Regions from separate parts of the Triticum aestivum genome. Here region 1 is linked to region 2. Evidence: chromatin contacts called from public Hi-C data. All regions are on one chromosome and are shown on one strand. The core of a region is the stretch at or near the end of the contact, and the rest is flanking DNA. Distances in the headings are between cores, read along the strand shown. Region 1 holds the start of LOC123122806 (tRNA (guanine-N(7)-)-methyltransferase non-catalytic subunit wdr4). Region 2 holds the start of LOC123122802 (ATP-dependent RNA helicase SUV3, mitochondrial).

The links. A called contact is a pair of places that touch in the nucleus more often than the background predicts.
Region 1: a contact with region 2 is called in a Hi-C map of leaf, with 8 times the contacts expected there. The contact joins the promoter of LOC123122806 here to the promoter of LOC123122802 in region 2. A contact is called at or near these places in 3 of 5 Hi-C or Micro-C datasets (leaf and an unstated tissue) and 1 of 1 datasets of contacts at active chromatin or transcription factors (leaf).

What each region holds. Positions count from the first base shown.
Region 1 is chr5D:465,358,509-465,366,008 of IWGSC CS RefSeq v2.1, reverse strand. LOC123122806 (tRNA (guanine-N(7)-)-methyltransferase non-catalytic subunit wdr4) reads left to right here and starts at 5,538. Exons shown (of 10, transcript XM_044543149.1): 1 at 5,538-5,836; 2 at 6,201-6,365; 3 at 6,659-6,839; 4 at 7,034-7,090; 5 at 7,174-7,244; 6 at 7,419-7,494. The coding sequence starts at 5,703.
Region 2 is chr5D:464,984,210-464,991,416 of IWGSC CS RefSeq v2.1, reverse strand. It overlaps LOC123122802 (ATP-dependent RNA helicase SUV3, mitochondrial), which reads left to right and starts at 1,302. Exons shown (of 17, transcript XM_044543144.1): 1 at 1,302-1,585; 2 at 3,479-3,596; 3 at 4,008-4,129; 4 at 4,210-4,400; 5 at 4,625-4,765; 6 at 5,579-5,701; 7 at 6,710-6,787. The coding sequence starts at 1,531. It also overlaps the pseudogene LOC123122801.

The DNA.
Region 1 (7,500 bases), core at 4,289-6,788, 370 kb before region 2:
TTTAAAATATCACCGCAGCTTAGTGCGGGGACACTGTGTTGTCAAGGTGTTTGTGAGTTCAAAGGTACACGTTTAAAACATTAGCATAATGAGGGTAACAACTAACAAAGTATACACAAAACAAAGAACACTTGTGAACCTTATGAAAAAATGAGTGTTTATAGTTGGTATACTCATATTCGTTTCTTGTTTTTCAAGGTACACAAAAGGGTCATCATTTTGCACAAATCTTGGCAAGTGTTCATGCTATCATACCGATAGTACATCCATGTATCATATATCCTTATCCTATATACCTAAGAAAGTCATCCCCGCTAACTTATATTTATCTCAACATGCAACCCTGTCACCTCATCATAGAATTATGAAGGGGATAAGGTTCACCTCAACATGCAATTATGCATGGGAAAAAACCCACCACGACATTCAACCATGCATGGGAAAATGTTTTCCATTCAATTATTCTACTTATATTCAATAAATATTTTACAACTATACATAATAAAATATATTAATTCATATATGTATATTTAATTTTCATTCTCACGTTATCAACCCAAGTTTTTATCCACCAATTCCCGCAGCAACACGTGGGGTATTCTCTAGTTTCTCTGTACATATTCCCATCTCAAAGTCCGATGTAACCATGCGAAAAAAGAAGCCTACTTTTGAGCAATAAAACAGGTTGAAAACTTCACTCTCATATTCTGAAAGAAAACTTAACACTCAATTCTTTATCACACCACACTACTTTGCACATTTCTTAACTAAATACAGTATTTTGGGTCAATTAAAATGAAAAAAAATCAATTGATAAATGTCCCTGTTAGTCAAAGTATTTTCTTATCATTGAAGAAATGGTCTATATCTTCACATTTGCCTCCCAACATTCTTCCAATCTTCGGGTGAAAAACACAGCAGTAGAACACACCATACACATGGGGTGGCGGTGGACCTGGCTTACAGTACATGTCTTGATTTAGAATCTGTAGAATAAAAAATGGGTTTGCTTTATTCTAAAATTATAATATACATGTGCATGCCAACCAAAAAATATATCTATCTAAGTTTATATTTTTACAAATTAAAAAGAATGATTTGTAAATTGTGTTTGATTACAAAGTGAGTCTATGATATACTATCTAAACTACACTTCATATAATAAGTTTTTCCTCAAATACGTTTCACCAACTCCGAAAAAATATATGTGTGCTAAAAGAAGTCCAACATCTAAAACATCTTTAGCCTACTTTTAGGAATAACTTCAGTAAAATCACAAAAAAAAATTGGTGACATATCAACCTACCTTTCATCTAATATATGTTTAAATTGTTCATTTTTCCAAAAAAAATCCACAACACCCAAAAAATGTAGTGTATTTTAAAAACATTAAGTTATTTGAGAGTAATCATTTCTTTACTTAAAAATGTTCGCAAATGTCAAAACAACTGTTTGTTTATCTAGAAATAATGTTCATGTATCTGAAGGATAGGGAAATTAGATCAAGAAATAAAAATAGATAACTTAAATCAAACTAGTCATATAAAGTAAAACAACAAACAAAAAGGAAAATGGAGAAAAAATATAATATCACAAAGGAAATGAACAGACAAATAAATACAAGAATCAATATAAGAAATATTAAATGAGAACGAAAGAAAAATTAAATAGAAAAAAATGTCCCATCGCTCGAGTGGTGTGGGCATCATGTGGCTGGCTCCCAATGTTTATATGCCATCAAGTTAAATTGCCAAATGTTGGAAAACTTTTAGTTTTGCTAAATATTGATTTGTCTTCTTGCAAAAAAAATGATTTGTCAAAACTAGCAAACTCTTAGGGGAGCTCCTGTTTGGCGCCTTAAGCATGCGAACAGCTTCCTGGCGCTGACAGTGAGCGTCTCAGGGCCTGGCCCAACAAGGATCGATGGTCCCTTGCGGTTGCTCGCTTGTTGTTTCATCGATCATTCAGATCGCTCGGGTCAACAAAGGGTCATTGGTGTCTAAAAATAATCAGGTTAATTGGTCAGCATTACCAGTCAGCTCTTGACCAAAAGTCAACCATTTTTTACTTTTGTAAAAATAGGAAAATATATTTTTAAGTTCATTGATTGATTTAAAAAAATCGAATTTGAAAACAAATCATCAATTTTGAGAAAGAATTCATCAAAATCAAAAAAAGTTCATAGATTTGGAAAGAAATGAAAATTCAATGAATTTGAGAAAAACAAATTCATCAAATTTGATATAAAAGAAGTTCATCATTTTGGATAAAAGTTCATAGAATTTGAAAAATATTTTATCATTTAAAAAAAATCATTGAAATCGGAAAAAATTCATTGAACTCGAGAAAAAGTTCATTGATTTTTTAAAAAAATCAATGAATTTGAAAAAACTTCATCAAGTTTAAAAAATGTTCATTTAATTTGAAGAAAAGTTCATCGATTTTTGAAAAGTTCATGCATTTAGAAAATAATATAAAGAAAAAAGGAAAAAGAAAGAAAAAATGACAAAAAAAAACGGTCCAAGATTAAAAATGGAATGAAAAAAGAAAAAAAGGCTTAAAAGCTTCGCAGTATGGGGGCTTCCATGAACGGTGGAAAGAATAAAAAGAAAAAAGAAGTCCCTAGCCACAAGTGTTGTGGTGTCCTGGTGGTTAGGTCGTTTATATCTGGAGTACAAATCGCAGGCTCAATCCCATCGGGCACACCTTTTCTGTTTTAAAACAGAAAGAAAAAATAGTTAGTGGGCCAGCTCAGCTTGAAGAGGAAGTGGCGCGTGAAGGAGCAGCTTCAAACGCGGGAGCAACTAGTTGACGAGCGCTCCTTCGGGAGCCTCACAACTGTTAGGGAACGTAGCAATAATTCAAAATTTTCCTACATGTCACCAAGATCAATCTAGGAGATGCTAGCAACGAGAGAGAGGGAATTCATCTTCATACCCTTGAAGATCACTAAGCGGAAGCGTTACAAGAACGCGGTTGATGGAGTCGTACTCGCGGCGATTCAAATCGCGGAACATCCGATCTAGCACCGAACGGACGGCGCCTCCGCGTTCAACACACGTACAGCCCGGGGACGTCTCCTCCTTCTTGATCCAGCAAGGGGAGAGGAGAAGTTGAGGGAGAACTCCAGCAGCACGACGGCGTGGTGGCAATGGAGCTCGTGGTTCTCCGGCAGGGCTTCGCCAAGCACTACGGAGGAGGAGAAGATGTATGAGGAGGAAGGGGCTGCGCCAAGGGAAGGGTATGGCTGCCCTCCCACCCCCTCACTATATATAGGGGGAAGGGGAGAGGGGGCCGGCCCCTCTAGATGGATCTAGAGGAGGAGGCGGCGGCCAGGGGAAACCCTAGATGGGTTTGGGCGCCCCCACCCCCTAGGAAACTTGCCCCCCAAGCCGGGAAGGGCGGCTGCCCTAGGGGTGGCGCCCCCACCTCTCCTGGTTACGTGAGAATGGTTGGGAGGGGCGCACAGCCCCTTAGTGGGCTGGTTTGCCCCTCCCCCTTGGCCCATAAGGCCCCCCAACGCTTGCCGGGGCCTCCGAAACCCCTTTCGGACATGCTGGCTATAGCCTGGTACCCCCGGAACAATTCCGGACTCCAATACCCTTCGTCCAATATACCGATCTTCACCTCCGGACCATTCCGGAGCTCCTCGTCATGTTCGGGATCTCATCCGGGACTCCGAACAACCTTCGGTAACCACATACTATTTCCCATAACAACTCTAGCGTCACCGAACCTACGGGTTCGAGAACCATGCAGACATGACCGAGACACCTCTCCGGCCAATAACCAATAGCGGGATCTGGATACCCATATTGGCTCCCACATGTTCCACGATGATCTCATCGGATGAACCACGATGTCGGGATTCAATCAATCCCGTATACAATTCCCTTTGTCTATCGGTATGTTACTTGCCCGAGATTCGATCGTCGGTATCCCAATACCTCGTTCAATCTCGTTACCGGCAAGTCTCTTTACTCGTTCCGTAACACATGATCCCGTGGCTAACTCATTAGTCACATTGAGCTCATTATGATGATGCATTACCGAGTGGGCCCAGAGATACCTCTCCGTCATACGGAGTGACAAATCCCAGTCTTGATTCGTGCCAACCCAACAGACACTTTCGGAGATGCCTGTAGTGCACCTTTATAGCCACCCAGTTACGTTGTAACGTTTGGTACACCCAAAGCATTCCTACAGTATCCGGGAGTTGCACAATCTCATGGTCTAAAGAAACGATACTTGACATTAGAAAAGCTCTTAGCAAACGAAGTACACGATCTTGTGCTATGCTTAGGATTGGGTCTTGTCCATCACATCATTCTCCTAATGATGTGATCCCGTTATCAATGACATCCAATGTCCATGGTCAGGAAACCATAACCATCTATTGATCAACGAGCTAGTCAACTAGAGGCTTACTAGGGACATGTTGTGGTCTATGTATTCACACATGTATTACGGTTTCCAGTTAATACAATTATAGCACGAACAATAGACAATTATCATGAATAAGGAAATATAATAATAACCATTTTATTATTGCCTCTAGGGCATATTTCCAACAACAACGATCAGCGGTCAGCCGCCAGCCACGTGTCGCGCTTTAGTCGCTTCCTCCAGATTTTGTTTTTATTTTTATTTTTCGCACACGTTTCCGGCTTTTTAAACGATTTTTTCCTGGTTTTTTCAACGTTTCGGTTTTCCAACGGTCTTCCTTAGCTTTTGGATAAAAAAATTACGCGAAAAAACGTGTTTTTCCACGAGAGTCACAGTTTTGATTTCGCGAGAGTCACGGCCGTGCCTCTCGGAAACGAAAAAAACGTCTTTTATGTTTTTTTTCTTCCACGGGAGGCATGGTTTTGGTTCCACTAGAGGCACGGGTGTGCTTTCGCGAGAGGCACGGCCGTGCCTCCTCGGAAACGAAAAAACGTGTTTTCTATTCTTTTTTGCTTTCATTATAGGCACGATTTTGCTTTCGCGAGAGGCACGTTTGTGATTTCGCGAGAGGCACGGGCCTCTTCGGAAAGGGAAAAAACCCGTGCTCCCGGTTTGGTTTTTTCCTCCGTTTTTTTCATGAAAAAAAGTTCGTCAAAACCTATCAACCTGGGATCTAGTTTTGAAGATCTCAACGCGATGAATCCAACGGTGAAAACGGTTCGTGATTTGGACACACGATTTAATAGATAAAACATTTTGAATAAACGGATCTACGAAAAAAAAGAAAAACTCCCAGGTTGCGACAAGTGGCGCACATGTAACGTGCCACTTGTCACAACCTGAAAAGATGGGAGTGATCTTTCCAATGAGTACTCCTCAATTAATGATTTCGTTCAAATGCCTGTTTGCAAAAATACTAGTATCCGGCGCCTGCAGCGCTAAATAGGATCCGCCAACTCGCATTCAACTAAGCATGCCCAAGATTCTCCACTAGGCCTTGCCTGCCATTGGCGAGGCCCAGTAAATTATGGGCTCTGGGCTCGATCAACATCCCGAGGTTCAACATCTTCAATCCACACACTCTCTAACGTTTCCCTCAGAAAGAGAAAAATAGAACTACACTGGCCACCGGGTCCCACGAAGAGCCGGCCATAAACCCTAGCAATTTCCCCACTCCCGAGCTCCCTCCCCGCCTCCCGCTCCTCGCGCTCGATTCGAACCCGACAGCAAATCCACGCTCTCCGCTGCTTGCCGCCATGGAGGACGCCGCGGTGGAGGAGGCGGAGGTGAGCGGCGCCGGCGAGTTCGCGCCGGCGCTCGTCGCCGCCCACCCGCTCGGCAACTCCGTCGCCGTCGCCGTCGGGCCCGAGCTCCGCGTGTTCGATCTCAAGTAAGGATTGATCTCTTCGCGTCCGGTGGGGCTTCCTGCATAACCTGGGGTCCTGTGTGTAGTGAAGTTCGTGTTTAGACCACAGTACCGCTAGATTTTGGTGGAGATTGGGGGTAATGCGCTCTTGAGCCGAGCTAGGTGCTTATCTTGTACCGACAGTAGTTTGGATTCAGATGTCTTATGTGTGGAAGAATGGCTACTGAATTTTAGATGTGTAAAACGTTTCTGCTGTCTATTTTGTAAAAGCTCGGGTGCATAGTTTTGTACTGTCTAATACACATACATACTTCTCATTGTAAAGTTTTATTTTTAATGCAATTTGCTTGATGAGCAATGCGAATGATGATTTGTTTTGTGCGTCCAGGGGCGGCTGTGCAGTTTCATTGTCAGATGATTCTGGTGGTTGTTCTCATTCGGATGCTATTAGAGCAATTTCGTTTAGTGCTGATGGTGCCTTGTTCGCATCTGCCGGTGATGATAAGCTTGTGAAGATCTGGAAGACTGACTCATGGCGCTGCATCCAGACTATGTGAGTGCTGCTTTTTTTTTTCTCAATCTTGCTAACACGATGAAGACACCAAATAGTGGACCTGTTATTTTGCACATATTCAGTCAATAAAGTGTCGTTCTGTTATATGGTGTGTGTCTGTATGAGAACCCTCTCCTTATCTTAGTAGCCTTTTATTTTGCATGTATTCAGTTGATAACTGCAATGAACTTGGTATTTGAAGAGTGCATATGTTTATTATTGTGCTCTTGTTAACACTACTAAATTTGTTGAGCATGCATATGATTTATTTTGCAATATTTTCACTTCTGCAGAACTTCTGAAAAGAGGGTTAGCGCAGTTGCTATTAGCAAAGATGGCCTGTATGTGACATTTGCAGATAAATTTGGTGTCATTTGGTTAGTTACTGTGGGGGAACATGGTGGAGGGCAGGTGTCATCTGATAACAAACCTGTCTCACTTTATGGTCACTACTGCAGTATTATTACTAGCATGGTATGGACAAATTTTCACCTTATGCACCATGTGTGATTTATCTGTGCCTCCTCCATTTCATATTCTATTAATTAGTAAACCTGTTGACAAATCTATTGTAGTCTGTCAGATTGTCACTGTGTCACACTTCAATAATTTTTTCTGTTCATGTCGATATAACCATGCTTACTTATATAATTTATTTGATAATGTAGAAATTCTCACCGGATGGACGCTTCATTGCCACTGCTGACCGGGACTTCAAAATCCGAGTATGGGACTTCTGTACTTCAAAGTAGTTGCCTTGGTGGGACAGTTCTGAGTTATTTGCTTACTCATGTAATTGTTTTTGCAGGTTACATCATTTCCAAAGAATCCCATAAAAGGGGCTCCTGAAATACAGAGCTTTTGCCTTGGACATACAGAGTATGTTCAGTTCACAGTGTATCTTTTTCTTCATTTTTTACAGTTCAAGTTCCTACCATATCTACACAGCCATGATTTTTTTTTAAATCATTATCCCAGTTGTTGTAGTTTCACAACTAAATGTTTTAACATAGTGGTTTATGTATTCCATAATTGAGGTGACTACTCATGCAGATTCGTTTCTTCCATTGCCTTCACAAGCCATTCTGGAGGATCAAGCTTTTTATTATCGGGAGGCGGTGATTCATCTGTGTGT
Region 2 (7,207 bases), core at 53-2,552:
AGTAAAAGGAGACAACAGGGTACCTCATTAAGCTTCTCTGCCTCCACCATCTTCGCTTGCATCAATCGCTCAACCAGCTGTGTGTTCTCATGCTCCACAGCTTTAAGTTTTGTTAGCACCCGTTCAAGTTCGGCTTTAGCCGCCTGGTGCTCCTGAACGAGAAGATCTAAAGCGTTTGTCTTCTCTTCAAGTGACTGTTTTAGCTGTACGTTCTCTTCGCTGCAAAAGTTTCATCCGGACATCAACGGCAATGTTCATACTCAATTAAACACAGCAGCAAAACTATCCATCACATTCAATACCTAGTCTGCTGAAGTTCACTCTGCAAAGCCGTAATCAGTGCCTCCTTCTCTTTGAGCAGCGCTTTGGACGTTTTCGCCTCGTTTATCTCGGAAACGAGCTGCTCAGACAACCGGGATTGAGCCTTGTAGCACTGCTGCAGCTCCAACTCGTTCTTCTCGGCCTTCTCTTTCCACTCCAAAGCCTACAAAGAGGGTCAGCAAACCAGTCACTACACGCAGAAGGCACCAAAGAAGCTCCAAACGCAAGGATTAATACTTATTTTCGTGGATTACTCAGTGAAACTATTCGACATTGTGATTGTGCCACTCCTACTTGAGCAGCAGTCACTGTTTCACCGCGAGAGAGGAACAATCAACTTCACACAGCCGATCCCATCAGCACATTCTTTTTGAGACTTTATGTGGCTCGAATGCGTGTTCACTGGTGAAGTCAAATTGGCCCGATTCGATCCAAGCTCGCAAGATCAGTAAGAAGGGGATAGAGATTGGTACTTACGTGGGCGGCGAAGGGCCGGTTGAGCGCCTCGATGGCGGGGCGGTGGGCCCCCTCCTCGACGAGATGCCGCTGCCGCAGCGCCCGCAGCGCGCGCTGGATGGCCGCCTTGCCGGCATCTGCCTCCGCCTGCGTCCTGCACCGCCAACCCTTAAGCAAACGACGGAGGAATCACGAGATTTGCTGCTTAGTTCGAGGAAAGCTCACATGCTCGCGTCGATCCCGTCGGCGGCGTCGGCGGCGGAGGTGGCGTGCCCGGCGGTGCGGGGCGCCGCGGCGAGGGCGACTGACTTGGGTGGAGAGGAAGACGAAAGCGAAAGAGGAACGAAGCCGATGGGGTTGCGTGTCCGGGCCGCGAAGGGAGCCCGCCCGGTTCGATATGGACTGGGACGCTCGTAAGGTGGGCTCGACTCGGATACGGGCTGGAGGAGGAGTTGGGCCTGAAACCCACCTCGGAAGCAAAATGGGCCGAGCGAGATGCGGATGGGGCGGAATATTCCGGCCTTGGCGACCACGCGACGAACCGTCTTGACCAGCGACCGCGAGCGGCATCTCCGCCTCCCACGCCGCCTCGCTTCCCGGCGAAAGCCACGGCCGCCTCCGTCTTCCACCCCACCCAACCCCACGTGCCGTGCTCCGCACGTAAGTGCGCATTCCCCTCACCCCCCCTCGTCGCGGAGCTGGTTCTGGTGCCCCGCCATCTGAATTGTGCCATCGAGGGGAGCGTACGGCGAAATGGCGGTTGCCGCGCTCCTGCGCCGGGGGGCGCTCTCGTCGTCGTGCCGCCATGGTCAGTGCCCGCTTTCTTGAACGGCTTGTTGGGTTCCTGGGCGTCCTGTCTGTACTCCTGCGCGTGGTCCGTCCATGATGTTTCGTGAGCTGCTGTCAATGTCCGCCGGCGCACGTGCACGGTGTGTGTTCGGCGGAATGCCAGAGGCTGGGCGGGCGATATGCGGCGTTATAGTGTCGCCGATCGGGTCAGCCAATGTGTCAATTGTCTGGGGAAATGGAAGAAAAGGCACTAAATCATAGAATAGAATGGGATAATTAGACATGACCAATTGACCATGTCATACACACAATATAAGGGATATATATCATTGTTCACACGATGGCACGAATAAATCAGATATGACAAGTTCACACAAACCTGGGCAACTGTGGTAAGTTAATTTTGGTGCTCCAACAGAAAAGACCACCCCCAATGACAAGCAATGCTAGAACATCTGGAGCTGATGGAGATTCAACAATTTCCTCATCCCCTTTTCTTTTAAAAAATGACTGCATCCTCTGCTGTTTCAAGCACACACCACAGCCGTAATAGATGGGGTGAACACTACTGGGAGTGGACATCAAAATTTCAGTCAATCAACTTGGGTGTACTGAACATGCTTAACCAACACCAGGGTCCAGGGCGAGTGGGCTATGACCTCGGATTCGGCGTGCACTGCCGGCATGGGCGTGCCTTGTGCTGGCGGTGTGGCTTCAAACGCGGAGAAGCCGCGGACGCCGGCGCGTGGCTTGCCGGTGTGGGCAGATTTGGTCGGTGAGCCATGGGCATGCCGCATGCATCCACTCCAACCACCAGCCGAGAGCGGAGATGGAGGTCAGAAGGGGATCGAGGTCTCGGGGGAGAAGGTCTGTAGTTCAGAACTTAGGATAAGCTATCAGGCCACCGACGGCCGACGCCCAGCACTGGCGGTGGAGGCGGACGAACTCCATGGACGAGCCGACGTTTCTTTCTGAATCGCTCTATCTGATGATGGACTGAACCTACGCGAGGGGAATATACCTAGTAAAAATTTGTTTTCACTTTTGGAAGGGGGATTGTGGCTGGGTATTGTTCTGATGGATAGAGTATAGCTACAGATTTATCTTTATGTAGAGTACTTCTCGGTTGCAAAATAGACGTCCGAGAAAGCGTTGCATTGAACTTCTTTTAATTTTACCATTAGTTTGAACTCGTTTTTTTCCCTCAGATTTTTCTGTTTGTTACATTGGGGAAAATTGTTTTCTTGTACTTCATGTTTACAGTGGCATACATAAGCATCCATGCATGTTGTGTATAGATATGTGCTTTTTGTACTGAGATGGTCAGATTTAATGTATGCATATTCTGCTGTTAACCTGTGTAATGAGCTTAACAAGTACAGAGTTAGCTCGTGAGTTAAGCGAGCAGACCTGAGTTCATGTCTCAACTCGTTATGTTAAAGAGCCGGGCCAAGCTAACTCGATACTTTACACTTTGGTTATCTTAATTTATCTTGCCAACATATTCATATTGAAAATAATGGACAGAGTTCATCTTGGAAACTTTCGTCTTGAATGTAGGGGCTATAACCTTTATGGGGTTATGATATTATTGCTTAACCCAATGGAAGCAGTTCTTTTTGGGGTGAATATGTCATCTATGGAAACCTAGTCTGTTGTGATTTGAACAATATTATTCACTTCTGTAAGCACATTGGACCCCGAGAGCTATCAGTCGCACGTGCAGCTTCTCCTTACCATGCTACGTAGAAAAAGCAGAGTCAGGAGTGGCGCTCGCCACAGTGTGTTAGTCACTTGCATTGTTATTACCAATGTGGACTGTTAGTCTCTGCAATATGCTTTATGGTGCCAAAACTTTGGTAGGTTGGTCCATTGTGCTAAGATTTTTTTTTGTAACACCTTTTGTCTACAGATGTTTATATCCGTTGCCTTCTCTCCGATTCTGATCTACATCCCTTGGTCAATTCTGCCAATTTAAATTTTTGGAGGGGCAACCACAACTCTGGGAAGTTCGATTTCACTGATATGACGTAAGAATACATTTCGTTCCCCTTTCACTACCTAATATCCAAGTTTCCTCTACATATTCTTGCCAGTGTATAATGTGTGCATTATGTACCAATGTACTATATCTTCAAGGGAATCCATTTCTTGTCTGCTTAAAACAATTGTCTAGTGTGGGATGCTGGTATACAGTATGGTTCATCTAATTAAGTGAAAACAAAAGGAGGCAATATTATTCTTGTTTCAAATATGTGACACAACAGTGCTGCACAAGTGCACATGCTATTTTAGTTCGTTTAATTAGCCTAAGCAATCATCACACCAAAGTGCAATTTAACTTTTCGAGATTAATTACATGCCAAGATATGGTGTAAACACTGTTTTCCTCATTGTCCCATAAAGACTTGAATTAAGTTCTGTGCTATCTTGAGTAACAGGCATCCTCATTTATGGTATCCGAATGCCCGAGAAAAGAAGCGCAATGTATTTTTGCATGTTGGTCCTACAAACAGTGGGAAAACACATAATGCCCTCAAACGATTAGAAGCAAGCTCTTCAGGTACTGTTTTGATCTACCCAGTCAAACTGAAAGAGCATACAGTTTAAATGACTGCTCTTATTTCTAACCAAATGATGTAGGTGTGTACTGTGGACCTCTAAGATTGTTAGCACGGGAGGTAGCAGAAAGATTAAACAAAGCTAGTGTCCCGTGTAACTTGATTACTGGACAAGAAAGGGAAGAAATTGAAGGTGCAAAGCATAGCTCAGTGACGGTTGAGATGGCTGATGTGACGACTGAGTATCAGTGCGCTGTTATTGATGAAATTCAGGTATGTAGTGATCCACATTTTGTGCACTCGCTAGGAAAATGTATATTTGTACTGTATTATTATTATTTAAACTAGTGTCTATTGATATTTACAGATGAGAAAGTTGAGACCTATCAAGCTATTTTTTTCAATAAACCATCCAACTAACCGTACCTTCAACTGTCAACGAAATATTGTTTGGAATGTTCCTCATAATTCTTTTTTCATTTGCTTTGACGTAGTAGATGGTTGGCTGTAGAACAAGGGGTTGTTCATTTACACGTGCACTTCTGGGGCTTTGTTCAGATGAGCTTCATGTTTGTGGTGACCCAGCTGTTGTCCCTATTATTCAGCGATTGCTTGAAGCTACTGATGATGTGGTTACGGTAATTTAACCAAAACTCACGTAATTTCTGATGATTGTTAATGTATCCAGCATGTAATGTCTTCAACACATATGATAGTTGTCAAATTGAATTGTATTAAGCTTGCCACTTATGTTCCTCTGCCAGGATAATACACTAGTTATGAAATTGATTTTTTTTCCCACATGGATAGTAAATTTAATCCTTTGTACAGTAAGAGTAAGACGATGTAACTACTCAGTATTGGTAGGATGAAACAGTAGTAAATATCACGTCACATGTTTCCAAATTATCTCCCAGTTCAAGCAGACAGTGATTTTCTGAACTGGTCATATCTTACTTCCACACACAATTTTGTATGATGGAATCATGAAAATCAGGGATAACAAAATCAGTCTATTAGGCTTTCGCCCAAGGTATGCTTTCTAACCTGTTACTCAAGTAATGCTCTGTCATGTACCAGTTTTAAGCCTTCGCTTGAAATTTAGGTTGCAACCCAGTGTAGTAAGTAGCAAGTAATAACATTAATTTTGGACCTCTGCATGAAAACTGTGTGTGGTCATGTGGATCTTCTTTTTGTTAGAGTTGTGGATTGTTCTACAATTGCAGACAGTTTCCAAGTGAATTTTATTTACTTATCCTGCCCATCGTGCTATGTGGTACTCCCTCCGATCCATATTAATTATTATGGATGGGAGGGAGTAGTTATTTTTAGTGCTAATTCTGCTGAGTACTGATGCAAACATCTTGAGAACAATATGTCACATAGCAAATATCCTAACATGCTCATAGTCAAAAAATATGCTAACATGCTGGGTCTATGTTGCTGAACAGATTCAATATTATGAGAGACTATCTCCTTTGGTTCCTTTGAAGTCTACACTTGGGTCTTTTTCAAACATCAAGGCAGGGGATTGCATGGTAACGTTCTCACGGCGTGAGATATATAAGCTTAAGGTTGGTGTTCTTCAAGTGATATTCCATCAATGGTTCATTATTTTGGGAACATGTCATAAAATTAGAGGGTCATACAAAAGAAAACTGAGAAAGTCTCACTAGTTTTGGGGGGGAAAATATCAGAAACCCGAATTTCAACTTTATTTACCCTATCAACCCAATTGGATGTCAACATGTAAATATAAAAATGATCAAAACTCTCCATACCCATGTATGACAAAAACCCTTGAATCAAGAGCTGTTTAGCTCTCTATCCAATTTTAAATTTTGAACACCACACATCTTAATACCCAGAAAGAAAGGGAAGGGACAATTATTTGACCTTGGCAGTCAAACTTTTTTATGCCTGGAAACTGTACATCTGCATACCAGGAGTTAATTACAACTGATCTTGGTTCTTGGTATTGTGCTCAGTGAAGGAAACCAAAGTACATCCGTACCAAAGTAATTTGGGAAGGGGGAGGGGAGGTCACACGATTGGCACTCACTAAATAATATAGTTGATATGTCATGTTGCAGTGGCAATGGTAGTTTTGTGACATGATAGATACTTCATGAAACCTGTTTTCGTAGTTAGCAACCATCCAATCATCTCTGTTTCCTTTCACCTTTTCATGATACATGCTGGTTGAATATTCACAACAAATATAAGCAGTGAAAATTAAAATGCAATCCCATGACTATTTCCAGAAGAAACAGTTAAGCCAGGGCCGCCAGTACTGCAGTGCAAAGATTTGGTCCGGTGATCCTGCGCTTCCTAGCCTAACTAAAGGAGAATTTGGTGCTCATAGTACTTACCATTGTTAGTTTATACCCATAGTATGTGGTCGTGTGCACAAATACATGACAATGTTTTTCCTTTTGAAGAAGAATACATGACATTGATGCATCATTCTGTTATTTTATGGACTAGAGGGCTCTATATTTTTATTAGAAGTACACATCTGCCAGATAAAGTGAAATACAGAGCTTCAGCTACCTTTATATTGCAATTTTTCATTCATGCAGAAAAAAATTGAAATGGCGGGAAATCATCTTTGCTCTGTAGTCTATGGCTCATTACCACCAGAAACTCGAACGAAACAGGTAATTTGTAATACAGTATTTGGGTATGCCCCATCATACTAGTATTAGAACATATACCTCATTGAGTCATTGTCATATATCTGTAGGCCCTAATCTAATTAGAGTAAGGTGAAATATCACACCTTCCATTTGAACATGTTGACATGCATATCAGCACATTTAATTTGTTAAACCTACTCATTGAGTCATTGATATACATTATATAGCGTCATGTAGCTGAATTTTGATTAACAAAGTTAATATGGTATGTGATGGTTGAGTTACAAATTACAACAATCTGAATAATAAAGCATTTTTTACAATTACAGAACCCATTTTATCAATGCTGCTTTAAATGCTTTGTAAGTGAGCATACTGTTCAATGTTTGTACCTGCTATTTGCGAGGATTTTAATGAACACCACTTGTTTCTTTCTATATA